6 separate regions of the Mus musculus genome follow, and regions 1, 2, 3, 5 and 6 are each linked to region 4. The links are chromatin contacts, called in public ChIA-PET, HiChIP or PLAC-seq and Micro-C maps. All regions are on one chromosome and are shown on one strand. Each heading gives the region's core, a stretch centred on a gene start, on an enhancer-like site or on the middle of the called end of the contact. The rest is flanking DNA. Distances are from core to core; before and after follow the strand shown.

The links. A called contact is a pair of places that touch in the nucleus more often than the background predicts. ChIA-PET counts read pairs in DNA pulled down with a chosen protein or histone mark. HiChIP or PLAC-seq counts read pairs in DNA pulled down with a chosen protein or histone mark.
Region 1: a contact with region 4 is called in an H3K27ac HiChIP or PLAC-seq map of microglia, with 5 times the contacts expected there. The contact joins the enhancer-like site here to the promoter of Fbxl22 in region 4. A contact is called at or near these places in 6 of 39 promoter capture datasets (the SN4741 cell line, cranial neural crest, embryonic stem cells and 3 more), 5 of 115 datasets of contacts at active chromatin or transcription factors (astrocytes, embryonic stem cells, large pre-B cells and 1 more) and 1 of 9 other capture datasets (adipose tissue).
Region 2: an H3K27ac HiChIP or PLAC-seq map of stem cell-derived neural progenitor cells shows a contact between it and region 4, with 2.6 times the contacts expected there. The contact joins the enhancer-like site here to the promoter of Fbxl22 in region 4. A contact is called at or near these places in 2 of 39 promoter capture datasets (embryonic stem cells and hematopoietic stem and progenitor cells), 7 of 115 datasets of contacts at active chromatin or transcription factors (embryonic stem cells, fetal liver, memory CD8 T cells and 2 more) and 2 of 9 other capture datasets (adipose tissue and liver).
Region 3: a contact with region 4 is called in an H3K27ac HiChIP or PLAC-seq map of embryonic stem cells, with 6 times the contacts expected there. The contact joins the promoter of Dapk2 here to the promoter of Fbxl22 in region 4. A contact is called at or near these places in 22 of 39 promoter capture datasets (the 3T3-L1 cell line, 3T3-L1-derived adipocytes, the C10 cell line and 15 more), 2 of 15 datasets of contacts at CTCF or cohesin (large pre-B cells and pro-B cells), 22 of 484 Hi-C or Micro-C datasets (the AML12 cell line, B cells, the CH12 cell line and 10 more), 30 of 115 datasets of contacts at active chromatin or transcription factors (the 230-238 cell line, DN3 thymocytes, the SCID.adh cell line and 17 more) and 3 of 9 other capture datasets (embryonic stem cells, liver and pancreatic islet).
Region 5: a Micro-C map of embryonic stem cells shows a contact between it and region 4, with 4 times the contacts expected there. The contact joins the promoter of Ppib here to the promoter of Fbxl22 in region 4. A contact is called at or near these places in 6 of 39 promoter capture datasets (the C10 cell line, cranial neural crest, embryonic stem cells and 3 more), 5 of 484 Hi-C or Micro-C datasets (all in embryonic stem cells), 8 of 115 datasets of contacts at active chromatin or transcription factors (astrocytes, cardiomyocytes, embryonic stem cells and 3 more) and 1 of 9 other capture datasets (macrophages).
Region 6: an RNA polymerase II ChIA-PET map of memory CD8 T cells shows a contact between it and region 4, with 851 read pairs. The contact joins the promoter of Rab8b here to the promoter of Fbxl22 in region 4. A contact is called at or near these places in 16 of 39 promoter capture datasets (the 3T3-L1 cell line, the C10 cell line, the SN4741 cell line and 8 more), 3 of 484 Hi-C or Micro-C datasets (all in embryonic stem cells), 13 of 115 datasets of contacts at active chromatin or transcription factors (acute myeloid leukemia, astrocytes, bone marrow-derived macrophages and 10 more) and 4 of 9 other capture datasets (adipose tissue, embryonic stem cells, liver and 1 more).

The regions. Positions count from the first base shown.
Region 1 is chr9:66,880,724-66,885,650 of GRCm38.p6, forward strand. All of the region lies in intron 1 of Rab8b (RAB8B, member RAS oncogene family), which reads right to left. Gm40528 (a long non-coding RNA gene) reads left to right here. Exons shown (of 3, transcript XR_870875.2): 3 at 2,895-3,180. Among named protein-coding and RNA genes, the nearest start is that of Gm40528, 17 kb to the left of the region's middle. Within about 2 kb of position 1,893, at least 114 of the 459 cell types and tissues checked have an H3K27ac peak or open chromatin away from gene starts, as enhancers often do. A contact at or near this core is called in adipose tissue and microglia, where this site is marked.
Region 2 is chr9:66,998,815-67,003,319 of GRCm38.p6, forward strand. No RefSeq gene overlaps it. Among named protein-coding and RNA genes, the nearest start is that of Gm30639, 12 kb to the right of the region's middle. Within about 2 kb of position 2,512, at least 31 of the 459 cell types and tissues checked have an H3K27ac peak or open chromatin away from gene starts, as enhancers often do. A contact at or near this core is called in embryonic stem cells, pancreatic cancer cells and stem cell-derived neural progenitor cells, where this site is marked.
Region 3 is chr9:66,155,305-66,160,026 of GRCm38.p6, forward strand. It overlaps Dapk2 (death-associated protein kinase 2), which reads left to right and starts at 2,922. Exons shown (of 12, transcript NM_010019.3): 1 at 2,922-3,036.
Region 4 is chr9:66,512,919-66,517,325 of GRCm38.p6, forward strand. Fbxl22 (F-box and leucine-rich repeat protein 22) reads right to left here and starts at 1,675. Exons shown (of 2, transcript NM_175206.4): 1 at 1,301-1,675. The coding sequence starts at 1,635. Usp3 (ubiquitin specific peptidase 3) reads right to left here. Exons shown (of 15, transcript NM_144937.4): 15 at 1,721-4,407.
Region 5 is chr9:66,056,538-66,061,487 of GRCm38.p6, forward strand. It overlaps Ppib (peptidylprolyl isomerase B), which reads left to right and starts at 3,632. Exons shown (of 5, transcript NM_011149.2): 1 at 3,632-3,863; 2 at 4,930-4,950. The coding sequence starts at 3,729.
Region 6 is chr9:66,917,297-66,922,359 of GRCm38.p6, forward strand. It overlaps Rab8b (RAB8B, member RAS oncogene family), which reads right to left and starts at 2,409. Exons shown (of 8, transcript NM_173413.3): 1 at 2,214-2,409. The coding sequence starts at 2,337.

The DNA of each region.
Region 1 (4,927 bases), core at 643-3,142, 370 kb after region 4:
GCACTCAATATGAATATTCCTAAAATTCTGGATTAGAGCAGCTCTAGGTGGCTATCCCTGCAAAGATCTCAACATCAGACATGTTGTTTACATGGGGCAATAAAGAGCCATGCCAAAGAACCAGCTCACTCACTCTGTGTGAAGGAGAAGACTGCATTTGGGGAGTCAGTTCTCCATTTGTTAGTATTTCTGTTGTTATCAAGACTCCGCAGGGAAGTGAGCTGGCCAGAAGCATAGCTGGTAAGAGTGGGAATGGGAAAGAAATAGAATTAATCAGAAGTAAAAGAGCAGCAGCTATTTCCCAGGAACTATGGCAGCTGTAGCTACATACATTGTCTATCTATCGACTGCCCAAACTTGTCTCCCACTTCCTAATCCTATACTTCCAGTTTACCTGCTGCCACCTGCAAGAGAATGTGTGAAGACAAAGGGAAGGCTAAGCACCAGCTTCCCTGCAGAATCTGTGGTTTGTGGCTTCTGTATGAAAGGACCCATGCACGCAGACATCATCTGTAGACACTATTCGTCCAGTCTATCCCTAGCTGTGATTAGCTCAGATAATTCCAAGTTTGCCATCCTATAATTTATCCAATTACTCGAATCAGCTATGAACAGAAGAAGACAACAGTATAATCTTTGATAAAGTGAATTCATTTGGCTTTTAAAAGCTGCTTGCCTGCGGATCGTATTTAACTTCCACATAAAGGACAAAAGTTACTTTGGGGTGTTTTTGGTTTTATTTTGTTTTGTTTTGTTTTGGAGATGGGGGCAAGGAGTTGGGGTTGGACAATCTCAAACTCAAATTCATGTTCTTCATGCTTTAGCCTCCTGAGTGCTGGAATTACATTTGCAACCACACCTGGCTTGTTTGATATATTTTAGCTTATCTTTCTATTCCTAAGATTCCATATAACAAGGGGATGTTAAACCTAAAACAAAATAAAACAAAACAGAACTAGGCACACATATTATTTTAAAGTAAATTCATGGGTGCAGAGCATGGAGAATTCTAAGCTTTTACTTGTTGGGGAAGACAGCCAGAATGATTTCATATATATACAGTCGAGAGAGTTTGTTTGTTTGTTTGTTTGTTTGAAAGCAAAAGGAACATCACTTGAAAATGTTACCTCTGCACTTGAAGTTGATTTCCAATGTCAAGCTCATTTTCCTAGTTTGTGGCTTACCCAAGGTGCTCTGGTAGCACTGGAACCCTAAGTTAGTGACAGAAAACAAACACAACTATCTGACACAGACTCACTGTCATTTCAAGATGTACGCAGGCAAGCCTGGGGCAGGATTTCCTAATCTAGTGGCCACAATATTCATGCTCCCAGTTTGGCCCAGCACAGTCATTAGGGTGGGAAACACACATGACCATGATGCAAAGGCATTAAGAAACACAGCACAATGATGGTGTGGCTAGAGCTGTAAATGGTCTGCAAGCAGAAAGAGCATGAAGGAAAATGGTACTGGGCGTGTGGGCAACAGGAGAGCACCAACATAGGACGGCAGGAATTCTGAGGATGACAGAAGAATGCAAAAAACAAAACAAAAACAAAACCAAACAAACAAAAAACCCCACACATTCTGGAAAGCTGACATTCAATCTACTTTGGGTAAGCGATATACATTTACTGGCCTCCAGGCTAAAGGCTTTAAGCAGACATTCAGAGACTGAGACTTAAGTTGAGAAGTGGCCGGCTTAGCCCTGTTCAGAGTTTGCAGCCTTAGTGGGAAGTGGTCTCAGCACACCAGACAGGAACACACTACGGCTGCTTCATAGGATGCAGACAGGAAGGTTTTGCTGACGCAAATATAAAAGACATGCTTTTGTGACTAATGAAAGGGCAAATGTCAAGGTTTCACTTTACAGAGACTGGGGCACCTCCAGAAGCCGGATACTGAGCCAGGCACCGAGTACACTGCAAAGGAGAGTGCTGGGTGCTCAGCAGCTCCAGGCTAACACCAGGCTGGCTGCAAAGCCTGCTCCACACTTGGGTGTCTTCAGAAGCAGGAACTAAGACAGATGAGGAAGCTACGATGTCAAACTGCCTGCTCGAAAGCTGTTTGCACAAGCTACTGCAGGACTATTTCCCCGAAAGGTGGCACTAAACAAGTGTCACCTGCCTGTCACAAATGGAAAGCATAGCAAGGGAAAACTTTCCTTCTTGTTTATAAACAAATTTGACTTAAAATTTAAGACAACATAGTATTCATTCTCCTTCCCGGTTCACGTTGCCCCTTAGCAGATGAACCTCCCAGCAGATGAACCTCCCAGCAGATGAACTACACTGGGTCAAGATTGAAATTCTCACTAAATACACTAAGGGTTTTGATGATTCATTCACTGGAATTGAATATTATCAAACATATACAATGATAATATTAGCCAGATATGATGGGCATGCCTGTAACCCCCAGCATTCAGGAGGTTGAAGCAAGAGGGCAATGAGTTTGAGGTTAGCCTGGACTACACAGTAGTTCCCTGCTCTCAACAAAGTAGAAGAAAAATAAAGAATAATGTTTAAAAACAAACAACAACAGAAACCTATTGGTTTTGATTTATAGTAAGTCAGCCTACAGATAATATGAACTTCTGACGCCAAAATCACTTGTGTAATGAGCACAGTGACATAAACGATGCAACTGCATTATCGATGGCATTCTCATCCCCTGCAATAAAGAACCTGAGACTCCAACAGGCTAAGTAGCTTGTGTGTGATGCCATAGTAGCCTTTACTCATGAGGGAATCATCCCAAGTCAATGGATGCCTGAAAACTCTGACAGTATCAAACCCTAGCTACAGACAGCCCCTGACCATCATAGTGTGAGACATATGTACCCAATAGAAGTGGTATTTTGAATTCTGATCCTTTCCTGTCTTTTTTTTTAGGGGGGGGTGCTTCCTGTTTTTGATACCTGGCAGCAGCAGCACCCAGTAGCACGATACAGCTCGCTGTCAGAGAGGCTGCTGTGAGGATGTGAGCAAGCACTCCCAGTATACCGTATCACTGATGGCTTTAGATACAGACATGCAATAAACCACAGAAGACAGTCACCCTTTACTATGATGCAGACATAGTATGTCATATGACTGCCCACATTTTAAACGGGCCAGGCCATGTAACTCTTAGCCTTTAATCCCAGTACTCGGGAGGTTCCAGGACAGCCAGGGCTACACAGAGAAACCCTGTCTCGAGAAAACCAAAAAAAAAAAAAAAAAAAAAAGAAGAAGAAGAAGAAGAAGAAGAAGCAGCTCGTGCTCACTCCTGGGCATGTGCTGTCCTTTTCCTAAGCACCTCTTTCCCCGCTAATGCCTGTTGCTTATATCTCTGCTAAAATGTCTTAATAAACTCCAACTTGGCTTCATTAAACAAAATGATAGGCTAAGCTAAACCATGATGTTCGTTTGCAGGGTCAGCTGTTATTAAAAATCACTTTTAACATATAATGGGCTTATCATGATGGAATGCTACCATGAACCTAGAAGTATCTGACCAATATATAAACATCACAAAATTTAACTTATGAATTGAGCATAGCAAGATATTAATAAAAGAGAATAACTATACTGTAATAAAAGTAATTTAAAACTCATAGACAGTTTATATCTACAGTTTTTCACTTAACATTCTGGATAATGGTTAATAGCAATGTCAAAAACTGCAGGCAGGAGGGATCAGGGTGAGTAGAGCCATGGGACTGGGGACTGGGGACTGGAGATCTTAAGGGTAAAGCTTAAGTCCCAATTCATACCTGCCACACTCCACACCTGAGCTCCCTTCCTTGCACCAAGGATGAGAATTCTGCCTCAAGTCATCTACCAGAATTTCTTCTTAGACTCCACCCTGGAGGGACTAACTCAAACTATAAAGAATCTGGAAAGAAACAGTTGACCTAGGTCACTCCTAGATCACAAAGGCAAAAGTGAGTCAATTCATGGCTGATCCAAATACTAGGTATTTCTTCTTTGAATAGCTTAATATAGGCCCAGGGACTAGGGCTGGTGAGATGGCTCTGTGGGTTAAGGTGCCTGCTGCCAACCCCAACAACCTGAGTTCAATTCTCAAACCCATTCAGTGAAGAGGCCAACTTCCCCTAGTTGTCTTCTGATCTCTATTTACATGCTATGGCAACTGCTTGTGCATACACATATATCCACACCAACACATAGACACAATCAATCAATAGATGTATTTTTTTAAAGATTTATTTATTTATTATATGTAAGTACACTGTAGCTGTCTTCAGACACTCCAGAAGAGGGCGTCAGACCTCGTTACAGATGGTTGTGAGCCACCATGTGGTTGCTGGGATTTGAACTCCAGACCTTCGGAAGAGCAGTCGGGTGCTCTTACTCACTGAGCCATCTCACCAGCCCAATAGATGTATTTTTGAAACATAGTTCTAGATAAATCAAAAGTGACTTGATCATCCTAACTTTTCTTTTTTATTACTAGTGGCAATATTGGGGCTGTAGCATACATAGAACCTACTTATCACAGAGCTACACCCCAGCCTGGTCATGGCCTCCTTTGAACGAGAATAAAGATATACTTTGAGTTAGAGGGAGCTCTCCTTTACAGCGAGACTCGAATGAAAGGTTGGGATGGGCAGAGGAATTTTCTGGTCTCATGACTGAAATATCTCATGCAAGCCGACAGGGACTGTGACAAGCTGTTTTCAAACAGTGCCTGGTTCCACAATGAAGCTATGAAGAACCAGAAACTAGGGTATATTATCTGTGGTTGTTCTTGGCATTTAGAGGTATCTCTTAAATAGATATAAATATCTTCTACAATGAGATGGATGCTTGGTATAATTTTGTCTAACTGTTATATCTTCCCAATTCTAAGTTTATAATGAGAAAGACACTACACTGCAAATAAAAAATGGCCGTAACAATTTAAAAATAAGCAGCCTGGT
Region 2 (4,505 bases), core at 1,262-3,761, 490 kb after region 4:
AGGTCTCAAAAAATAGTTCTATTACCTCAAAGGAATGGCAAATATTGAGCTTTCTTGCAAGCATATGTCTGTTGCTTTCCAAAAGGGTTTCACGAATCATGCCACTGGGTATGTGCGAGGTCATGGAAATCCCCCAGCAATGTGTGGATTTTAATAAAATTTTATTAATTTAGTAAAGTTAAATGCTATCTTTTAAAAGATTTGCTTTTATTTATGTGAATGCCTGTGTATCTTCTTGAGTATGTACCCACCTGTGTGCCAGCAGAGGGTAGAAACTAGAGTTACAGGTAGCTGTGAGCCACCTTATATGGATGCTGGGAACTGAATTCCAGCCCTCTACAAGAGCAACAAGTGCTCTTAACTGCTGAGCCACCTCTACCAGTCCCAGATGCTATCTTTTTTAAATGCTATTTTTTAAAAGATTTATTTATTACATGTAAGTACACTGTAGCTGTCTTCAGACACACCAGAAGAGGGCGTCAGATCTCGTTATAGATGGTTGTGAGCCACCATATGGTTGCTGGGATTTGAACTCTGGATCTTCGGAAGAGCAATCGGGTGCTCTTACCCACTGAGCCATCTCACCAGCCCTTAAATGCTATTTTTATTTCCACAAATGAGAGAAAAATTTCAGAAGCTACATTTTAATGGGAAAACATCTAGCAGTAAGAAGAGAAGTCCTGGTACCAGGCTCCCTTATCCCCCATCACCACAGGGTTGAAATACCCAGTCAAGTGGGTTGTACTGAATTTATTACTTGTACTGTTGGAAGTCACAGATAGACAGTTTGTACTGCTGAACTACTTTTTTTAAAAAAGATTTTATTTATTTATCTATTATATGTAAGTACACTGTCGCTGTCTTCAGACACTCCAGAAGACCGAGTCAGATTTCGTTACAGATGATTGTGAATCACCATGTGGTTGCTGGGATTTGAACTCCGGACCTTCGGAAGAGCAGTCGGGTGCTCTTACCCACTGAGCCATCTCACCAGCCTCACTGCTGAATTTCTAAAGCAGCAGCATAAGCTAATGGTCCAGAAGGATGAGACTGGCAGTGTGCGAGCTACCGTCTGATGACTGCCATCCACACCGGAAAAGATCTCCAGGCAAACAGAATCTGCTGTGGTGTTCATGTCTTCTTGGAGGGAGCCAAGCCTCTTAGCTTTGCTCTGTGTATCGGCTCCCAGTAGAACTGGGCTGAGAAAAGACCACTCCAGTTTTCTTGGTTTTAAATTGCTCATTTGCCTGAAAGGAGTGATTTGAAATTTGTGAACCAGAATCTTGGAAACTCTCAGATGGATGCAGATGGTAGAAACAATTTTAATTAGGGAGTCTTTCTTCCATAAAAAAATCAAAAATCAAATCAAATCAAATAAAATCAGGGACTGGTGAGACGGCTCCACAGGTTAAAAGCCAAGAATGAACTTTTCCCAGTCTGTAGGCTGCCGCTTTGTCTGAAAGATGGTGTCCTTTGCCTTACAGACACTTTTTAGCTTCATGAGGTCCCATTTGTTAATTGTTGTTCTTGGTGTCAGTTATATCAATGCTCTGTTCAGAAAGCCTACCCCTTTCTTCCCTTCATTCAGGGCAGGGTGGAAGTAGGAGGGTCAAAAGTTCAAGGTCATACTCAGTTACAAAGCAAATTTGAGACAAATTTGGGCTACATGAGACCCTGTCTCAAAATAAAGTAAAATAACGAGAAACTGAGCATTCATTTCATCTAAATGTTAGGGTGAAACAATATTCCTGTGGTTTTTATTTTACACACAGAAACTACTCTAAGAAGCTAAAAGCCAGGCCGGGCAGTGACGGTGCACACCTTTAATCACAATACTTGGGAGGCAGAGGCAGGCAGATCTCTGGGAGTCTGAGTCCAGCCTAGTCTACAGAGTGAGTTCCAGGACAGCCAGGGCTATACAGTCTTGGAGGAAGAAGAGGAGGAGGAGGAGGAAGGGGAGGAGGAGGAGGAAGAAGGGGACAGGGAGGGGAGGAGGAGGTGGAAGAGGAGGAGGAGAAGAGAAGGGGGAGAAGGAGGAGAGGGGGAGGGGGAGGAGGAGACAAGGATGACAACGCTAAAGGCCTTGCCCAAAGGTCATATGCCTCACAAATGGTTATAAAAGTTACTCAAGTCTTTTTACTTCTACCAAGGAATCGCCCTTCTCAATCTTTTTTTTTTTTTTTTTTTTATTATATCTAAGTACACTGTAGCTGTCTTCAGACACACCAGAAGAGGGCATCAGATCTCACTGCAGATGGTTGTGAGCCACCATGTGGTTGCTGGGGTTTGAACTCATGACCTCTGGAAGAACAGTCGGGTGCTCTTAACTGCTGAGCCATCTCTCCAGCCCCCACTCTTCCCAATCTTAACTTAAAAAAAAAAAAAAAAAAAAAAGAAAGGAAAAAAAAAAAAAAAAAAAAAAAGGCTTAACTCACTGAGGTTGCCAGACATGTGGGCAAGACAAGAATCAGATGAGTACAGACTGCGAACAGCAGGTGGCGCAGTGCCCTCGGTGTTCCAGGCTGTGCCTCACGGTCCTCTGAAACCAAGGTCAATATGGACAGCCACAGGAAGCTTGAGTAACTTGTGACCCACCTCTCTCTCATTCTCTCTCGTCCATCTTCTCCTAAACTGGGTAGGCCCTCCCCATGCGTGTTCTCACTCTTTGCTGCAGCAGATCTCCAAGGAATGAATGAGCTTGAGAAAGTAGTCAGCTGAGGGATGGCTTGGTGATTAAAAGCGTGGCTTTTGTAGATTTTGGTTCTATGCACCCAAGTCAGCAGGTTCCTAACTGTAACACCAGCTCCAGGGGCTCCAAGGGCGTGCATATATACCACCCACACACATACACTTCATCAACTTCCACATTTACTACAGAAAAGCTCCTGCCTCAGAGGCTGGGCCATTGCCAGAGGCTTCCATTTGTACCATTCACTCAATTCTCTCGCTATACTTTGAGATACAAATGTCCTGCCCTTGTAATAGATCACAGAGGGCACTTAGATTGTGGTAGAGGTAGAAAGATTTGTGTGAGCTTGAAGCTGGACAGCCTGGAAATCGGATTCAGCTGGAGTATTTGTGCAAAGTACTTAATGCCTCGGTTAGACTGTAAAATGGTGATGTTATAAGTAACCCTGTAGACTTATTATGATGATAAAAAAAAAAAACCCAGAAACACCATCTAATAATTATTGGAAGATGCCTTAAGACCTTTAAAATGAAGAGGGCTGAAGAAATGGCTTAACACTTAAGAGCATTTGCTGTCTTTGCAGAGGACTGGGGGTTAGATTTCTGACCTCTGCACTTCTGCAGTGACATGAGCCCCAAATAAACAGATAAGTAAATAAAGCAATAAACTAAATAATGAAATAATTAAAAACCATTCACAGCTGGGCATGGTGGCGCACGCCTTTAATCCCAGCACTTGGGAGGCAGAGGCAGGCGGACTTCTGAGTTCGAGGCCAGCCTGGTCTACAGAGTGAGTTCCAGGACAGCCAGTGCTACCCAGAGAAACCCTGTCTCGAAAATTGAAAAAAAAAAAAAAAAAAAAAAAAAAAAAAAAGAATTCAGAAGCAGTAAAAACAATTTTAGATAAGGGCTTGGAATGATCAAAAATGTAGTATTTCATGTAGAAAAAGAATGCTTAAGTATTTTTGCTTAGCCAACATTCTAGCTAGTAATTTAATTTAATTCTAGCATTTAAGTTGTTATAACTGAAAGAGGTAAATTTGGTTTAAAAATGTCCCCAGTAAGTTAATTGTTCAACAATTTGGTTTAAAAATTTGGTTTAAAAATGTCCCCAGTAAGTTAATTGTTCAACAATTGATCAAGTTGATAATTTAGTGAATTTTGGTGTTTGGTTACATTGATTTTTTTTTTAAATTCCACTGTTCTTTTTTTTTTTTAAGATTTATTTATTTATTTATTTATTTATTATAAGTACACTGTAGCTGTCTTCAGACACTCCAGAAGAGGGCGTCAGATCTCGTTACAGATGGTTGTGAGCCACCATGTGGTTGCTGGGATTTGAACTCCGGACCTTCAGAAGAGCAGTCGGGTGCTCTTACCCACTGAGCCATCTCACCAGCCCCTACATTGATTTTTTAAAAAATTAATTTTAAAAAATGTATGCGCATACCTGGGTGAGTTCTGAGTACACCATGCACACACAGACCTTTGCAGAGGTCAAAAGGTGTCAGATTCCCCTGGCACTGGATAAGCCGTCTTATGTGGGTGCTGGGAGCTGAATGCAGTCCCTTTGAAAGTGCAGTAAGTGCTTTAATGTTTGAACCATCTCTCCAACCCAGGTTTGCACTGACTTTGGCATACAGACTTGTATTGATTGAACAGGGAGTGGTACTCAATGCATTTATACACTTACTGAATTAATTAATGCATGAATAGATGAATCAGAAGGATCTTGACATCAGTGAAATGATTCTTCTCTACTTAATGACTTCATGTGATGTCAGCATTTTAAGATCCCCGGACTTTCTGAGTCATGG
Region 3 (4,722 bases), core at 1,672-4,171, 360 kb before region 4:
GAAGAACAGTCAGGGCTCTTAACCGCTGACCCATCTTGCCAGCCCCGATTTGTTGTATTTTTAATCATGTGTAATTGTAGATGTCTGTGTTGGTGTGTACACACGTGAGTGCAGATGCCCTCAGAGGTCAGAAGAGGACACTAGTCCTCCAGAGCTGAAATGACAGGGCTTGTGAGCTGAGCTGCCCAACATGGGTGCTAGGGACCAAATGCTAACCCTTTGAAAGAACATTACAGCCTTAATTACTGAGCCAGCTTTCTAGCCCCTCTGGATTTTTTTTTTTTTTTTTTTTTTTTTTTTTTTTTTAAGATGGGCTCTGGGCTGGAGAGATGGCTTAGAGGTCAAGAGCACTGGCTGCTCTTCCAGAGGTCTTAAGTTCCATTCCCAGCAACCACATGGTGGCTCACAACTATCTGTAATGAACTCTAGTGCCCTCTTCTGGTATGCAGGCATATGCAGGAGACTGCTGTATACATAATGAATAAATAAATCTTTTTTTTTTTTTAAAGGATGGGTTCTTGCTCTGTTGCCTGGAGTCTCCTGGGTGTCGTGATTGGTGCATGCCACCCTGCCAGGTTATCAGCATATCTAGTATCTTCTCTTGGGGGTGTGATAACTGATGTCCATTGTCATTTTGGCAGGACAGAATCATCTAGGACACACACTGAAAGAAGAGTTTCTAGACTGGGTTAATTGAGGGGGAAGACCCACTCTACATGTGAGTGGTACCATTCCATGGGCGTGGGGTTCCCGACTGAGTAAAAAGGCAAAAGAGAGTGGAGGAAGCTCTTTGTGTGTGTGTGTGTGTGTGTGTGTGTGTGTGTGTGATCAGCTGCTTCGTGCCCCTGCTGCCTGCTGCCCTGCTGCTTTGATGGACCATGCCCTTGAACTGTGAACCAAACGAACTTCCTTCCTTATGTGGCTTTTGTCATATGTTCTGTTGCAGAAAGTCCTACAGGATAGAGGACAGCTGTGGTTTCTTCCCGTGCCATTACCTACATGCTCAACCTAACATGCTTTTACGTGCTCAACCTAGCATGCCTTTAGTAATTAGGTTTGGGATAGCATGCAATCTATGGAGATCAAAATGGACAAGATGTTGTTTTGCTCTTGTTGAAAGTGAACCTTAATCATAGTTACGACATGGTCAGGGAAAATGACAAGAAAGAATTGAACTGAGGTGGCAGGGTTCAGAGTAGAGTGGCTTTAAGAGAGTGGACTCCAGGAATGCAGGAGCATAATGAAATTTGTGTTTTGTATCAGCAAGGCTAGGATGGTTTGTCACACAGCAACAGACTTAAAAATGGGGGAGGAGGTATCTGGGGCTGGTTGGAGGATGAGGGACCTCGCTACTGTGGTGGCCACTGTGTGTGTGTGTGTCCTTCCCTCTGTCCACTGACTTCAGAAGCCATCAGATGGTAGCTACTTCTCTCTAGCATGCTATTCTGAGGAGAACCCCAGAACCTGCACAAACCTGAAAGTCACACGCAAGTGAAGGTCTGGGATCTTCCCTGAGACTGTTCAAGACACAATGAGAGAGTTGGGCGGTACTCAGTGGCATTTTCAGGGTTCCTGGTGTTGAAAAGGCTGAGGGGTAGTGTGCTCCTTGGGCACATTTCACATGTCACCCTCCGCCAGTGCTACTCAGGACTTCACTGGAAGCTACCAGAAGGGTTGTTGTTCCCACTTTCTGGTGGCTGACCACACATGGATGATAGGGCAGGACTTTGGACTACACCCATGACTCAGAATCTTACATCCTTAGCTCTAGGGAGGATCCCTAAGGGGGGATCTGTGCTACTTTTCTTGTTGCTGTGAGAAAGTACTCAAGGGGTGGGGGAGGCAACTCAAGAACGGGCTCACAGTTAGAAGGTATAGGGTATAGTCCATCATGGCAGCAGGAGCGTGGCGCAGCTGGGTACATTGTGCCCAGCCTCAGGAAGGGGGGGGAGGGGAAGGGGAGGGGGAGGGAGAGAGAAATATGAGGTGAATCCTGGTTCTCTGTTCACAGAGAGCCCTCTAAACTGCACAGATCTGAAAGGTCACACGCAAAGGTCTGGGATCTTCCCGGAGGCTGTCCCAGATATTGCAGCAATGGTCAGAGAAGAGCAGCCCTCACTAGCCAGTTTCTCCTCACCGATTTTTTTTTTTTAATTCCTGGACCCCAGCCCGTGGACCATTGCTGTGCACATCTAGGGCTGGTCTCACTAAAGCTCTGGAAACACAATCTAGAAATTCCTATAGGCATACCCAGAGGTTTATCTCCTGATTGTAAATCCAGTCACATTGACAGTGTTAGCTGTCACAGTGACTTAGGGCTGGAGGCTCTAGGTGGCCATCCTTAAAATGTCTCTGGTCTTGAATGGAGACCATTGAACTTCAGTTTTGTTTCCAGCCACCAACGCTACCACTGATATTTTCTCCTTCTGATAATTTGCAAAAGGAAGGGAGAATCAACTCCCAAGTCCTTCATTAAGACAGGCTTAATGGTGATACACGGACTACACTCAAGAATGGTGCCAGGGTTGGCGTGGTAATAGGCAAATATGGGCAGTCTTCAAGCTGGGCCGGGAATGAGTGGGGCACATGAGAGCTTCCTACCCTTGTGTGGAGCGAGGTCCCCAGAGAATCTGATCAGTCAGGGTGTGCGTGGGTGGGGACGAAGGGCAGAGAAATTCTGTTTTCTGGCAATTGTGCTGGGTTGTGAAGTGCGTTGATCATTAGCTTACTCAAGTTGATTCGTTCCAGGTGGCACAGCATGTGAGAGACAGGGCGGGAAGGGACGAGCATCCAAGTCCTCACCTCGGGGCGGTCCCGCGGGGGTTCCAGCAGGGGGCGCCCCGAGCTCCGGGCCGAGTGTCCGGGCGCGCCTCCAGCCGGCGCCTGGGACCGGGCTGGCCGCTCCGCCCCCTCTGCTCCTCGGCGGCTCTGCGGGCGGACGCCGGGCGCAGGGAGCAGAGCAGAGCGGAGCGCCGCGCACCCCGCCGCGCCCCGGTGCACGTCCAGCTCTCCGCACATGCAGCGCAGCCTTTCGCCGTGAGTAGCGCCCGGGCCGCGGGATTCGACGGCAGCAGTGGCTGGGGTGGTCGGGCATTGCCTGTCTAGGATATAGCCGTTCTGTGGTTTGTGCGCTGGGACGGCACCCGGAGGCCAGTCTGCAGGCTACTACTACCTCGGGGTGCCTCCTAAGCTTGACACTCTGGTCCCAGAGACGGGATGGGGATTGACGGACAGAGGCCTGACATCTGGGCAGGAGAATGGAAACAACCATGCATCAAGTTTGGCCCCCTCAAAAGTCCCCAATAGGAGAGAAACAAGCCCAGCCTCTGTGGGCTCACACCTCCTCCTCCCCGCCTCAGCCCGGGAGGTTGCTTCCTGTGAAATGAACCTCCAGTGTGGCCTAACAGCTGCGGGCAGGTGGAGGGACACTCCCTGGTTCCCTGTCATCTAAAGGTAGCTGGGGGCAGCTCTTTTGGTTTCTGACACTAGTTCCCAACTAACTGGCTTGGCATCCTAGGGGAATTTTGTTGACTAAAAGTGGCTGGTACCTTGACTGCTTCAGAGTTGGGTTCAAAGCCCTCCCTGTCTCCACCTGCCCGCCGGTTAAGTTTTTGGCATCTAAAGTCATGGTATTGATAGACCAGTAGCTGTCTTTGGAGGCTTGACTGAAGTGTCAGGAATGGGTGGGTATCTGTTGCCCCGGGACAACAAACTACCTGCTGGAGGGAATAAACCAGCCAACCCTGACAGCTTCTCTAGAGCCTTCTATTCTGTTAGATGTGGGGGGCAAACAGTCCGGCTGCCCAAAGAAGCTGAACCTTTTATTAAAAGACTGAGTTTTTCTCATGTCAACTCAGGGAGGTGGCTGACCTTCTGAGCCCCAACATCCTTATCAGGGATCATCCAAAGGGGTTCTGTGATGCTAGAGTCTCCTCCCTTCTGCTGGCACTGCTGGCAGTTTCCCCAGACCTGAGTCTGAGGATTCTTCATGTGTGTGTGTATGTGCGCACGTGTTCCAAACCACTGCCTGTCCCTGCCAAACTTGGGCACCTTCTCCTTGGAACTGTTCTCCCAGAAGCCACTGGCTTTCCAGTCCTGAGCCATCCATGGAGGAGTTGTGTGGGTATCAAGAGAAGCCCTGGGAAGTTTGATGGCCTAGCTGTGCCATGGTGGAAAGGTCCCTTTCCCTCTCTGGACCTCAGATTTCTCCTTTTGTCTAACAAGTGACTTAGACCCGATCCCAGTGGGTTCAGACTTTTGTTTCAATGTTAAGTTTTTACCCCAAACCCCAGTCCACAGCAAGGATACCGTGGGATGGGAGTGCTCTGTATCACTTCCTCAGCCTGCTGACTTCTGAGGAAGAGAGTAAACTGGAAAGGTAACTGGGAGGTCCCTTTCTGTGGGGTCCCAGGAGGTCTATGTTACCTCCTAGAGTGTTGCTTGCCATTAAGGCCATGGGTAGGAAGGAGAATTCCCAGGGCCCCCTTGGGAGGATTGTTCACATCCAGATGGGTGTCATCTTTGCAAGGTAGCCTGAGTCTCGGGTCAAAAGGCATAGTCATGTGCCTTGCCTCTGATATGTGGTTTTCAGCTTCTCAAAATTGGTGGTTATAACTCTACCTTCGAGTTACTGCACTTGACTCTGAGAATTTATCAATTGAAATGAGAATTGCTCTTGTGGAGGTGTGATGGGAGGGTGATGAGCTGCCACGGGTGTTTCAT
Region 4 (4,407 bases), core at 425-2,924:
CAGCTGACTCTCTTACACCCCCAGCTCATTTTACCTTTCTCAAATTACTGTCACTCCATCCTCTGGTCCTGTGATACAGATTTTCTCATTTTGCAGAGAAAGGTATGAGGTGGGCGTTTAAACATTTGGTCTGAGGTCAGTTATACAATATCAGAACTGGAAACTCAATACCTTTGCACTTTCTTTGACACTGGGGACAGGTGCTTAGCAGATCCTGTAAAAATCGAATCTTGCTGGTTTCAGGGATTAAACCTGGTTATCTTCCAGCAAGAATGAACCACTGTGGGATTGTAACACACAAACACACACACACTCTGCCCATAACCTTGCAGCCTAGTGAAACCCATCAAAATGGCCTTGCCTGGTCTTGTCAGAGCCAAGCCCAAATCCAACTTGGGAAGAGAACAAGTGAAAGGCAGGCCCCTGTAATTACTTTCTGTGGTGAGGCCAGCCCACAGTGGTACTAACCCTAGATGGCAGCAGCTAGCAACCACCCATGCTTCTTAGCTAGCAGGGAGCTCTTTCTCCTCAGCAGCTGGCACAGCCATGTTGGCCATAGCTTCCCTGCACAGGAAGGTGTGACTGACCCATTTTGTGGCTCAGCCTGTGCAAGGGATTGGGGGGAGGAGGGAGGGATGTGTGGCATCAAAAGATCAAATAGGGGATTTTTCAGGGCATCCCCTATTACGGTTTATCTCAAATTCAAATATAACTGGGTGGTGTGTATCTTACTTGCTAAGATCTGGCAGTCCTACACTGGCACAGCACACTATGTCTCAGAGTATCCCTTATGCCCTGACAGTTGAAATCCATCCCTGAGTGCTGTGCAGGACAAGTGTGTTCCCCAGAGGAGACGCTCACTGCTACTTTGCATAGGCTTTGCTTCAGCTTACCTGAGCACCCTAGCTCTCCTTCCTTAGCAGCAGTTCTCAGGCCTCGGTAACTGCATTCTTGTTTGAGGAATGGTGTTTATTTTTGGCCAAATTAGAGGCCTGAGCCAACTGATGCCTTTGGGAGCCTGACCTTGAAAATCCAGGCTCAGCTGAACCCAACCAGGCCTTAATGGCTGCCAGTGAAGACAGCTGCTCCAAGGAGCCGCTGAACCCAGCTGAACTCAACTTCATTTGCCACAGCAGCATTTTTAGGAGCTGAGAGTGAGCCGATTTAACCCAACTCTTTGGGCACTGGTTGTCTGCCTTGGTCTCAATCTGAGCCATATTGCTCTTGGAATGTGTGCTTCCCAGCCCTCCCTGGAGCCAGGGCCAACAAAGCCACAGTGCTCAGGGGCAAGGTGGCCTACCTGTTGCACACCTGCAGGAGGAAATCATTAACCAGGCTCTCGTGCTGGCTGCAGATGCTCCTCTGGAGGGCGCTCTTGAGCCAGTCCTCGATGCTGCACACCTGCACACGGCTGGAATGCCAACAGATGGACAGGCTGCGCAGCGCAGGGCTCAGCCGGAAGTTGTCTTTCTTGAGCTCTGCGAGAGAATGGAAGTGCAGCAGGGGCCAGAGGGTGGGGTCCTCAAACACATCTCGGAGCTGGGAGCAAGTCCTGGAGAGGCTCCTCCGGCTGTCCTTGTCCAGGAAGGAGAAGAGACACAGCAGACACTCCCGATTGAGCTGGGTTATGTGCATGGTGAGTGGTGGCCGCACGTGAATGCCCAGAAAGGGTCTGACCTGCCTCCTGCTTCCTCCCCAGATCAGGACTGGTGGACATATATGGTTGAGGAATGGTGTTTATTTTTGGCCAACAACTGGTGCTGAAGCTCGGGGTGGGGAGGGCGGGTGTCAGGATCCAGACTTACTCGAAGCCATCTGTGGTTCGGCTTATGTTCAGAGGGCCTGAAAGTCCTGGCAGAAGAGCAGCCCATTGAAGTTACAAGTTTTCCTTAAAAGGGATTTCTTTTCCTCTGAGCTGATAAGTGTTGAGCACAGGGCTCTTGGCTTTTACTAAGGTGTTTTCATTGGAGGTAATTAGCGACAACAGCCCTTCCTGGGCTTGCAGCCTTTCTCCTAGCAGGACAGTGAGTATTAGCTGTTAGGTATCAGAGTGTGTCGGTGCGGCTCCTCTGCTCACCCTTGCTAGGAAGAGGTCATTTTTACCATGCCCCAAACTGTGAGTGGAATCTGAGGATCATGCTTGGTACTTTAGCTCAGGACACTAATGGCTACCTTGCAAAGATGAGCTATCTTTAAACCCCAATGGCAAGGCCCAAATGGCTCCATTTTTACCCTAAACTGTCATAAGATTCATCTGAAATGTTATTTTAAAAGCTAGCACGTGTGTGTGAGACAGACAGACTGGTGCATGTGTTCTTTTTCGTGGGTGATTTGCAGAGTTTCATTATCTGTCCTAGATAGCATTCCCCAATATGTGAGGGTGGGCAGTTTCTATTTTTGAACACTTAATTGAAGTGTAAATAACTGGAAGTGAACTGCAAGTCTGATGGGTTTCAATGCTTGCACACAGCCCCCAGCTGCCCTGCTTTTTAGGAAGCTGTGCTGCAGATCTGGAAGTATGAAGCTGCTCTAAGTGCATACAACTTGGTGGAAACCTAAGACTACTACAGCTTCCCCTGAAAGAACTCCACAGAACCCCTTAATGACTACTCCCCTTTCCTCCTGCCCATGTAGGCTACAAGACTGGCCCCTGATGGCTGTTGCTCTGCCATTTCTTCTTCCTTCCTCTCCTCCTCCTCTTTTTTTTTTTTTTTTTTTTTTTTGGCTTTTTGAGACAGGGTTTCTCTGTATATCCCTGGCTGTCCTGGAACTCACTTTGTAGACCAGGCTGGCCTCGAACTCAGAAATCCGCCTGCCTCTGCCTCCTGAGTGCTGGAACTAAAGGCGAGCGCCACCACTGCCCGGCTTGCTCTGCCTGGAAACAATCCACAGAAGAGCCCAGCTGGTGAGGCGGGACTAGGATGTGATTCGTCTGCAGCCAGAATGAATGGTAACGTGCACAATGACATCTTGGCATCATACAGACTACTAAGTCTTAATGGCCAATGATCTTGGCATGGCCACCACTCCCTTGAGGGCTACTGCCCAGTGGTGACAGTCACACACACATGTGCCTCCTCTTTCCTGTGCTGTGGCATCTTCTCGGGGCTGTCAGAAGACCCATGCTCTGGAAACAGTTCCTACCTGAGCCTTTCCAAAGCCTGGGCAAGAGGTGACTTCAGCAGTTGGAGGACCATGAGAGAGTTTAGGGGACGGTAGAGGTTACAATGGGTTAAACATATAAAGTAAACCAAAGAAGTGAAATAAATCTGAGCAGGTACCACAGGTGTGACACACGACACTCAACCAGGGCCAGCGCATATGACTGGTTTAATTACATCATCTGCCACTACACACTGAGTAGAATACAGTGGATAAGCTTAGAGTTCTCCACCATGGAGAGACTTGTGTTGCCACAAACTGTTTCTATCCCCACCTGTGTGGGAGGACTTGGAGTTTCCTGTTGCCATGGGCTGACAGGACAGGATATGCATGAGGCCCTGCCTCAGCATACGCTCTGAGCAAAAGTTGCATGCAGGTTAGAACACACGTGGGAAAGCCCTAGACAGTACAGAGAGAAGCCTGTAACCGGTGCAGTAAGGCTAGATTTAAAACAAATAGGCACATGTACTTCATCATGGGTGTTCAGATGGGCACTGCATATGGGTGCAGTCACTTTCTCAAAGAGTCTTCATGGTGTCACTCAGCCATTGCTGCTTAAGTAAAACCAAGCAATAAAGCTGCTACAAAAATTCCAGAGATGATTCATTCCCTTGTATGCCAAAGTGTTGCCTAATGACCACTCTCCCCACAGAGCGGCCCAGTCTGCTGCTGCTGCTCCACCTGGCTTGACAGTGCCAGCTCTGTGTGCGTACTGTGTAAGTCATTACAGTTGCCCAGTCAGAGGCAAAGATATAAATGCCAGAGGAGCCTGGATTAGTGGGAGCTGTGTGCAACGTTAGATGAGACTCATTTAGGCTTAGCTGTGATGTTATCACAGTTCTGATATATTAGAGCAAATCATTCGACCCTCGATCTGTGGCTCAAACCAGCAGAACTAGAGCTGCACATGCCTCTACCTCATGGAACTCAGCACACTTCCTCTTCCTGCACTAAATCTAAGTTGTAGTGCTTACACATGTCACAGCTTTGTTGTTCTGCATAAAATTTAGACCTGTGTTGTGCAAGAGAACCCTATGGAAAGGTACTTGCCCTGCACTGTCCTGTACCCAGCCCTGACATAACTAGTGTGACCAAGGACACACTAGTCATACGGTCATTGTACTGAGGGATTCAAGTTAGTGTATTAAGGTACTGATCCAGAATGTAATTTCTGTTCTGAGGGAATGAAGATTTCTGTAGCTAATATTAATGTGGAATTGAGCCACGTCTCCATCAACTTCACTG
Region 5 (4,950 bases), core at 2,382-4,881, 450 kb before region 4:
GTTAGGTCTCATTAAGAGGTGGTAGGCTAAGGTCAGAGTCTGAAACAGGAGACAAAGAGACAGGTCTTTATATCATTTAGGAGAGGGGGTGTTAAAGAGGTTAAGACCCTGGAGGAATACTGAATCACCTCCCTTACCTCCCCTATCTCCAGGGGTTGAATAGTCAAGATATATTTTCTCTGGTTTTTAATCATGCTCACCAGGTGCTGGGGTTGAAGAAATGGTAGAGTTTGTAGCTATCACCCACTTCCCACCTGGGAACCCTTCAGATCTGTGATGGAGTGGTGAAGGGCCCCATTTTGTCAACATAGGAGGGAATTGAAGCAAGGATGTATAAGTGGCACATGGCACAAACTAGGCCAGTAAGGGCAACCTCCATATACAGCTGGCCACTCTTTGCAACAGCCTTCTATCTAGTCATAGAGGAAGCAGGCAAAAAGATCATTATAAGAAGAAAGAGGGGTAGGCATAGGGGTGATGGGAATTTAATCGGCTCCTGACAGCCTGCTATTGAATAATTTCTCAACCCTATTTGGAAGGACTGTTCGTCAGAGGTGAAGGTTTCTTGACCCTCAGATCCCCATATGTAAGAGTTGCCCTGGACAGAAGCAGACAGGAGGTAAAGAGGGGAAAGTCAGGCACAATCCAACGGACTTGAGTACTATGTCTTGGACAAAGCCAAATTCGACACATTTCCACTGTCTCAACAAGTGGCATATTCTCCCTGAGCTCATGTGCTACCCCCCTTTGTAAAGCCAGTGGCTTCACAGCCTGCTGTCTTTCTCCTCCAGCCTTGCTCAGAGACAGCCTCTGTATAGCACCCTCTCCAACAAACCTCTTCTGTGATACCTGTTCCATGGTGACTTTGTGGCATTCCTTGGCCCTGATCCACCAAGATACTCTTCCACTGCTAAAGCCTAACAAACAAACTAGGCCCATCACCCAAGGCTTTACCACCATAAGTGAGACTGAGGGATTAAGACGGCTTCTTCTCAGTGCTTTGGGACAAAGCATTGTCTGCAATTATAGACACAAACTACTCAGATCGATAGCTCTGCAGCATTACACTCACTGGAACCAATACAAAGAGAGCCCATAGAAAGAGAGATGAAAGTCCTGCCAATTATTTTTTTAAAAGGGAGAAAGAGGGATTTTTTTCTGCTGGACACATTTTAGCCAGTCTTGACCATGCTTGCTTCCCACTGCCAGGCCAGCCCCATTGTGGGATTCACCATTGAAACTCCTTTTCTAGGGGGCTGGAGAGATGACTCGGGACTTGAGAGCACTCACTGCACACCATACACAGACCAAGCTACATAGTTTCAAACTATAAAAATGTGTAGAGGGTGAGAAGTCTACCTACTTAATAAACAAGACCAGATAAACCAGAATTTTTTTTTAACACACAGGGTTTGTTTTTGTTTTGTTTTTTTCCCAGTGGAAGAAATAACCTAGCGACCTTTGCTATTCTGTGAAGACAGCCTTCACTCAGAATCCCCCAGACGCCTGGGCACTGTTTCTGAGTCAGTATAACCCCTATGAAAGAGGTCCTGTGCGTTTTGAAAAAGAGTTTGCTATTCTGCTTATTAGAAACCTTTGCTCCCTAGGCTCTTGTTCTGAGCACTGCCTGTCAGTCACTAGAGCCTGTTCTTGTGGAAGGAGGGACATAAGTGCTCTGCAAAGGACATGTGCTTTGCAAGGGAGTTCCACTGCAGGCACACCTTAAGCTTTGTTGTGATAGCTGTCACAAGGAAACTTTTCCCCCCAAGGTTTTACTCAAGTATGAAAAACCTACACTGGTTGGTGTCAGACCCCAGAAAGTCGAACTAGCCTGGCTAGGTCATGCCGAGCTGAGTTTTATTCTTGCCTCTTTGCCTGGCAACAGGAACAGCTGAGAGCTCATATCCAGAACCTGAAGCAGGAAGCAGAACACTAGCTAGGAATAGTGCAGGGCTTTGAAACCTCATATCCTACCAAGTGATGAGCTTCCTCCAACAAGGCCCCACCTTCTAAGCCTGCCCAAACAGCAGCACAACTGGAGATCAAGCATTCAAATGCCCGAGCCTATAGGGTAAATATCACTGGAATCAGCACAGTGTAAGACTCCAAACGCCAAAGTGTGTGCACTATAGAATGGAGCAACACCAAGTGTGTGTTACAACCGAAAACAGCCCATGGAAGCACCTGCAGCTATGAAAAAGAAAAGGCAGTCAGCCACAGACCTTTGTATATGTTATTTTCCACTTCTATGTTAATGTGAAGCCACCCCAACCAATACCTGCTGAGCACCGAGCCCTGGAGACAGGCTAGGGGAGCTATGTAAAGACTATGTGCAGCAAGGGCTCATTCTCCTAAAACAAAGTGCGAAGAAAAGAAATTTAACACCAGGAGCCGGTAGGATAACTCAGGTTCAGTAAAGTTGCCTGCTGCCTCTGAGCCAAAGGACATGGGTTCAACCCTCAGAGTCCCTGTGATGTAAGGAGAGAATAAACTCCCTCCACATGCAGGTAACTACGTGTCTACCCACTCACATGCAATGAGACATTGTAAAAAGGAAAAGATAAATACCAAAGTATCCAACAGAATGCATCCTTTCATAGGCGCACACAGCAGTTAAGCACAGGATTCCAAGACAAAGATGAGTAGTAAATTAGTAAAAACTAAAAATGGAAGCAGTGTGTGTGTGTGTGTGTGTGTGTGTGTGTAATGCATGCACATTATGTGTAGAGCTCTTATCATTCTGGGCCTTCATTTTGAGACAGGATCTCTACCTCAATCAAAGAACTAGTCTGGAAGCAAGCAAGGCTACCAGACCCGCCTATGTCCAGCACCACTACAGCACTAGGATTAGAGTCATAAAGTATGGCCATGATCTGCTTTTAGAGCTGGGTCCAAATTCAGGTCCTCATGATTGTGGAGCAAGAACCTTAACACTGAGCCATCTCTTCACCCCTCGACTCCACCCCTTTTTTGTTCTCGGGCATAGGTGTTACTATATTATGCTTAATAGCCAGAAACTAACTACATAGAAGCCGCCTTAAACTCACAGAAATCTTTCTGCTTCTTCCTCCAAGGTGCTGGGATTAAAGAGACGTGCAACCATGACTGGTCGTGTTCGTTTTAAGACAAGGTCTCACTCTAGTCCAAAAAGAACTAGTAGTCACTCTGTAGCCCAGGCTGGCCTTGAACTTTTTACCATCCTACTTCACCCTGCCCAGTGCTGGGATGACGGGTGTGAGCCACTACGCCCGGTCCCCAAGCAAGGCATTATAGAAGATATAGAAGGCTATGCTGTAACGCTCAACCGCTAAATTCAACCCCTAGTACTAAGGTTAAGTGTGTCCAGTCTTCTGAAGACCACCTCCAAATTTGGCAGCGACTGGTCTTTGCACGCCGTGACAAAAGTCTGAAAGTTGGATGGGCAGGTGGGGTCGCAAGGCACGCTGGGGTGCGTAGTCTCTCTTTCTGATACCAATCCCAACGCTGCCTTTGCGCACCGCCTTGACATACCCAATCAGAGGGCTGTAACGTGGCAGCCACCCGCAGCCCCGCCCCCGGCAGCGCCTACCACTCGGCGTCGCTGCGCAGGGAGAACGTGGCGCGCTCCTGGCGCTACGAGACCGCCCGCGGCCCCGGGTCCACCCCACGCCTGGGCGGCCACGCGCACGCTGCGCGTCCACACCCTTTTCCGGTCCGGGCTGCCCGACCGCTCTTGCTGCTGCCGGTGGATGCTGCGCCTCTCGGAGCGCAATATGAAGGTGCTCTTCGCCGCCGCCCTCATCGTGGGCTCCGTCGTCTTCCTTTTGCTGCCCGGACCCTCCGTGGCCAACGATAAGAAGAAGGGACCTAAAGTCACAGTCAAGGTCTGGGCTCCCCTCACCAGCGAGGCCTGCCTTCCGCCGCCTTAGGTCCGGCTCAAGCCGGAGCGGGTCTGGCCCAGTAGTTCCGACCTGAGCGTCCTTGTTCTTGTTCAGTTCTTCCTTGGGTCGACTTTGATCTCTTGAAGCCAGGCTCGCCCTATCTACTCAGACTAGAGAATAACCCAGACTCCCCCAGCCCCCCGCCCTGACCCAGGATGCCCAGCTTCGGCCAGCACGGACATCCTTAGGACGGTCCCTTTGCACATCCCCTGCATTGCTGGGAAATGGTGATGGATCAGAATTGCCGAATCTTTTACTATGGTCTCTCCAGTTTAGTGTGTTTTGTAGCACACACAGTAAATATAGTTAAACTTGCAAGCACAGTGTATCTCCCTGTGTATGTCCCCCTTTTAATGTATGTTTCTATAATCTGGAATCATTTAAAGAGCACAGATTGCTATTCTATAGTCTTGAGAACGAAAACTTTTAAAAAATGTTACATTATTTACTTAGTAGGGAGAGGGACTCGGGTACCACAGTGCAACCGTAGAGGTCAGAGGACAGTTTGCAGGAGTCCATTCACGTTGGTCTCTGGTCTTCAGGCTTGGCCGCAACCGAATTTTCCTCTAAGCCATAAGGCAGTCTGTAATCCTTTCTTGGGGTGGACCCAAGTGCTGTGGCATATATTACTCCCAGCTACTTGAGGGAGACTACAATTTAGCAAGATTAATTACTGGGGTTATTAGCTCAGTGGTGGACGGCTTATCTGCAGTGGCCCACCATTTCGTACTCCCTAGTACTGGGGTTGGAGACTACTAGAGCTTTCATAAGTGTACAGATGGTTGTAGCCACCATCTAGGTGCTGAGAACAGAAGCTCTAGGGTCTGGGAAAGCAGCAGATGCTCTTAACAGCTGCTGTTTCTCCAGCCTGTTTGTTGGATTTGTACAAAGGTTTTGCCCTACTCAGCCACAGCTTTAGGCTTTGTTCTCACTCATGGGGTAACTCCTCAGGCCCTCCTCTACCAAGGCCCCTGTGAAGGCTAAGCTTGGACTTGTTCACTTTCCTTAGGTATACTTTGATTTACAAATT
Region 6 (5,063 bases), core at 1,159-3,658, 410 kb after region 4:
TTGTGAGCCACCTGCTATGGGTGCTGGGATCTAACCTTGGGTCCCCAAGAAGAACAGCAGGTACTTTTAGCTGCTGAGCCGTCTCTCTTGCCCCAGACTTACTCAGTTGTGAAAGTTGAAGCAGGAGGAAAGTTCTGAGAAGTTTGCACGTGGAACAGACACTGTCCCCCACCCTTAACTTCTTAGGAACTGTCCTTTCCAAGCTGAGCTGCAGCATGCAGTCAACACTGAAGAAGAGTCCTTTGGGGCTTGGAAACTGATACCAGAAATGAATGTCCTTTAGCAGCTGTACCAGCTTGCACCAAGTCTCTTACAAATACACTTTCGAGAAGGGAGATGACATTTAAAATCTGCTTCCTCAGAAAAGTCCCACTCAAGACTAACTGCCAAGAACTCGCAACTCAAACTTCCTTCAGCCCAGATATCACAACACCCAAATTTCCATTCAGTCTGTAGGAAAAAAAAAAATCAGAATAAACCATGGAGACTCTTTACCAATACTTACACTGGAAAGTGCTCGATACCTACTTTTAAAATGTCACCTATTTTCAAATGCCACAAATATTTAAACACGGATTTTGTTTTGTTTTTAATTCAAGGTTTTTTTCCTGCATAAATGTATGTACACCATGTAAATGTCTAGTCCCCACGGAGGCCAGAAGAGGGTGTTGTATTCCATTAGAATTACAGGCAGTATGAGGTGCCAAGTGAGTGCTATGAACCAAACCTGGGTCCTCTGTAAGAGCAGCAAATCCTCCTAACCACCATAGCAACTTTCCAGCCCCTTTGACATACTTATTGTCAACACACTAGTTCCCCATTACTTGTGGATCACCTGGAAAGCCATTTGAAAAATGCTTTAAATAAGCTAGTATTAGAGGCCAGACAACCAAAAAGCTGATGAGTGAGTGGGCCACTGGACTGCAGCTATTTAACAAAGGAAATAATGTTAAGGTCATCCTACTGAAGGTTTAAAAGCAGTTTTGATGTGTTCTTCAGTTTACAACTTAAAGATCCTGTTTACCTGCACACAATGTCTTTTACTGAAGATACAAGAGCAGCTCCCAGTGAAGAGTGAGAAATTTTTTTCTTGAGTCAATTAGAAGTAATTGGGAAATATACAGTATGTTATGATTCACCTACAAAGTAATTAGAATCAAAGGAAACTACACAGGGAGGCAGGCGGAATGTACAGTCAATCACTTGGCTTGGATGTTACCAACTACACGAGCTCAAGAATTTACAAAGTTGAGAAACTTACTGCTGCTTCCCAAGACACGGAATAAGGCGGTGAACAATAAATTTCTTCTAACCACATCATCTCCCAAAGTCCCCAGCCCCTTTAATTCCTATAAACACTCAAAAGATTTTTAACACCCCGTAGACATTACTCCATCATTAGTCACTTTTTAAATCTCGATTCAAAGATGTCAAGAGAAAATGGAAACCAGCGTTCCCAGTTACTAGGGAAAGTCCTGAGCCCCGCGTTTTCCATTTCCTCTCTGATCTCTCAACCCCTGCACTGCATCCCCTGCTTCCCCTTCTCCTTTCTAGTTAACACTCAGCTCGCCTTCACTTTCTCCACCAAGTAGCCTCAAGTCGCCCTCGGGTCCTCCTGAGTCCTTCTCCCACCTACAATCTTCTGCATTTTCTCTTGGCATCTCTGTTCACACCTTTAGAGTCAATGTCGTTTTATCGCTTGCCTCCTGATCATTCAGTCAGTCATTCCCCTCAATTCCCTGTTGACCGCCTCCTAGTCTCACTTCTCTTGTCCCTGGTGTCCTCTGCCCCTTTACTTCATTTGAAGCCCCTCTTTGAGTCCTCAAACCTTCATTTCCCTCTTCACATTTCCTTCCTCTTTCCTGTCTTTCTAACCCACGTTCGTATTCACTCTCCCTCCCCTCCTTCTCTTTCCGTACGATTTCCTGTGTTCCCCCGACTCCGTCCCTCTGGGACGCCGCTGCCGCCGCCGCCCCGGAGCCCCCTCGTGTCCCCAACACCCCTGGTTTCCGATTGCTCCGGTTCCCTTTCGTCCGTCCGCAGTTCCGCATCCCCATCCGTCCCTTTCAGCCTCTCCGGCTCTCACTGCCCTCTCCGCGGCCCTTCGGGGTCCCCTTCTCCGGTCGCCAAGCCCTCGCGTGCCCTCTCCCAGGCCCCCAGGCACCCGCCCCCCTCGTCTCAGCTCCCGTCCCGGGCCGCGGCCGCTCCCTCACCGATGGTGGAGATAAAGGTGGTGTTGAAGGCGTCCTCTGAGAAGCGGAACAGGAGGCAGGTCTTGCCAACGCCGGAGTCGCCGATGAGCAGCAGCTTGAACAGATAATCGTACGTCTTCGCCATCTTCTCACTCCGGCCCTCTCTGACCGCCAAGAGCAAGGAGGCGGTGGAAAGCAGCGCGGAGGGGGGGCCTCTGGCGAGGGGGCGTGTCTGCCAAGCCACCCGCGCCCCGCCCCGCCTCTCGCCCCACCCTCTTGAGGCGACAGGCTCGCTCCTCCCCGTCCCAGCCAATCTGCCCGCGCCTTGTCATCACCCTCCGCCCCGCGAGGCTTTATGGGATTTGTAGTACTCTGGGAGAGCCGCGGGCGTGCCTCGCCCAAACTGTCCGAACAACCTCCCTGGATAACAAATCTGAGTGATGTAGGGTGGTGTGTTAAGACTTTCCATCCTTACAGGGAAAAGACGCTTCGTTTCAAACTCCTCTTCTTTTGCCAAGGGAACTTGACTTTGTTGTTTCTTTGTTTATGGGCATCTTTCAAATCCAAGACCTCGGAATCTAAGTCCTGCAGTTCGCTCATCTACTTGCCTGAACCCGGAGCTCGGCAAGCTTTCTTTGGAGATGCAAAGGTTCACGAAGTCTGTGAATTAGCTGCAGAGTATTACCCAGCCTCTCCCGTTCCCGCCCATTTCCTAGGCCCCCTTCCACAGCCCTTCAATTATAGAGCTCAAGGAGTGATGTTAGCGGGCTAATTTCATTCCCACTTGTGCCTTCTGAACTACAGGCCACAGCCAAATGCGATGATCATTTTAGAGGCTCTGCTTCATAGATACCGCCTCGCGCACCGCGGGAGGATGAATTCTTGAGAAAGAAAGAAAGAAAGAGAGAGAGAGAGAGAGAGAGAGGGAGGGAGGGAGGGAGGGAGGGAGGGAGGGAGGGAGGGAGAGAGAGAGAGAGAGAGAGAGAGAGAGAGAGAGAGAGAGAGAGAAAGAAAGAAAGAAAGAGAGGAGAGGGGAGAGAGGGGAGAGAGGGAGAAGAGAAGAGAAGAGAAGAGAAGATAAGATAAGAGAAGAGAAGAGAAGAGAAGAGAAGAGAAGAGAAGAGAAGAGAAGAAAGATGTGGGAAGGCTTGTGCTACGAACAGCTTATAAAATAGCGCCACCTGAGACAGGTGACGGGAACTTTGGCCATAGAAGATGTAGAGATTTAGATTTGGATTTAGTCTTTGCTAAGCCACTTCACAGCTGTGTGAAGTCTCACAGGCTTGACACGTCTCAGTTTTCTCATCTGTAAAGACGAATGAAAAACAAACTACTTCATAGGTTGTAGTGAAAATTAAATACTGAGTGTGAAAGCACTTTGAAACTTGGTAAGGTGCTGTGAAGTGTAGGTGTTAGTTGCGTTTAAATTTATCACTCCTCAGGAGGCTTTCAATTAATGGGTGGCAAAAGGAAGGGAGGAAATAGCACTTTGATGTATTCAATTCAAGCCTTCATTATTTATTACCCTAGACTAATTCTTTATTGTTCAGTGCTCTTTTATCTGCAAGTGGCAGAAACCCAGCCAGATCAAGCCCCTGTGAGACAAGGGTTTACTATCCAGATCATGAGGAAGGAGTGGCTAAGGGGGACCAGGAGCTTTATCTTGTCAGAAGTCTCTGTCTCATCTCTGCTTCTTTTTCAGTTTTAATTTAAAATATGTTAAATACCAACTGTCCTAACATACACACACACCAACAAAAATTCTTTTGGATGCCTCCATTTTTAAGAGTATTAAAGGGGCCCTGCCTGACAACAAACTATCTAAAACCCTCTAGGACAAAACTTACCTTAGAGACAAGGAAATACCTTCTAGCAGAGGTTGTTACAGGAAGCAGTGGAGTTAATCATTAGAATAATAATAAAAAAACTGGACAGTTAATTGAACACATTGACAAATTCTTCTAAGATTCAACAATGCCTGTGACTTCATGTACAATATCAGCAATGTTGCATGTCTGGTCCTATTGTAGCAGAAAATTTAGTTGTTCCTAATATTGACCATCACTTCCAGTGTAGAGAGAAGATGAAAGGTATCATTAGCTCATACTTATTGATCACACAATGCCCAGAGGGCAGCAGCTACTTTTGCCAACTTAATATCTAATGTCTAGAGTATGCCTTAGGTCAAAGCTGCCTTCAAAGTCATGGTTCTGAGGAAGGACTAAGTTCCCTTTGGAGAAGGGATCCCTGCCTTCTGGCATCAATCAAGCTTCTTTGCCCAAGCCAAATTCTGAAGCATGCCTCTGAGTAGGGCTTCACCAGGGTCTGAATGGTCCATGGCTCAGGTCCATTCCTTGGTCCTCATTCATTGAACAGAAGGAAAGAAGTCTTCAAAGTCCATTGGAGTTTTCCTAACTTTATTTTTAAATTTAAATCATTTTTTATCTTTATTGTGTATATGTATGTAATGGGGGCAGGGTTTGTGTCATGGCATATGTTTAGAGATCAGGAAAATATTGTGAGGTTGTTCTTTCCTTTCATGTTTACATAGATTTGGGGGATCAAACTCTGGTCATCAGATTTGTGTGTTCAGTCACCTCATTGGCCCTCTTCTTTTTAAGGATTTTTATCTATTGATATACTTTGGTGGGAGGAATGCTGGAGAGATGGCTCAATGGTTAATGCTAAGTTTCACTGACTGCTTTAAGAGGACTCTGGTTGGGTTCTCAGCAACCATGTGATGGCTCACAACCACCAAGAGACCTCCAGTCCCAAGAGACCTGATGCCCTCTTATGGCCCCTTTGGGCACTGCACACATGTGGCATGGTACACAGACAGGTACCACATGTGGTACACATATAGCCAAAACA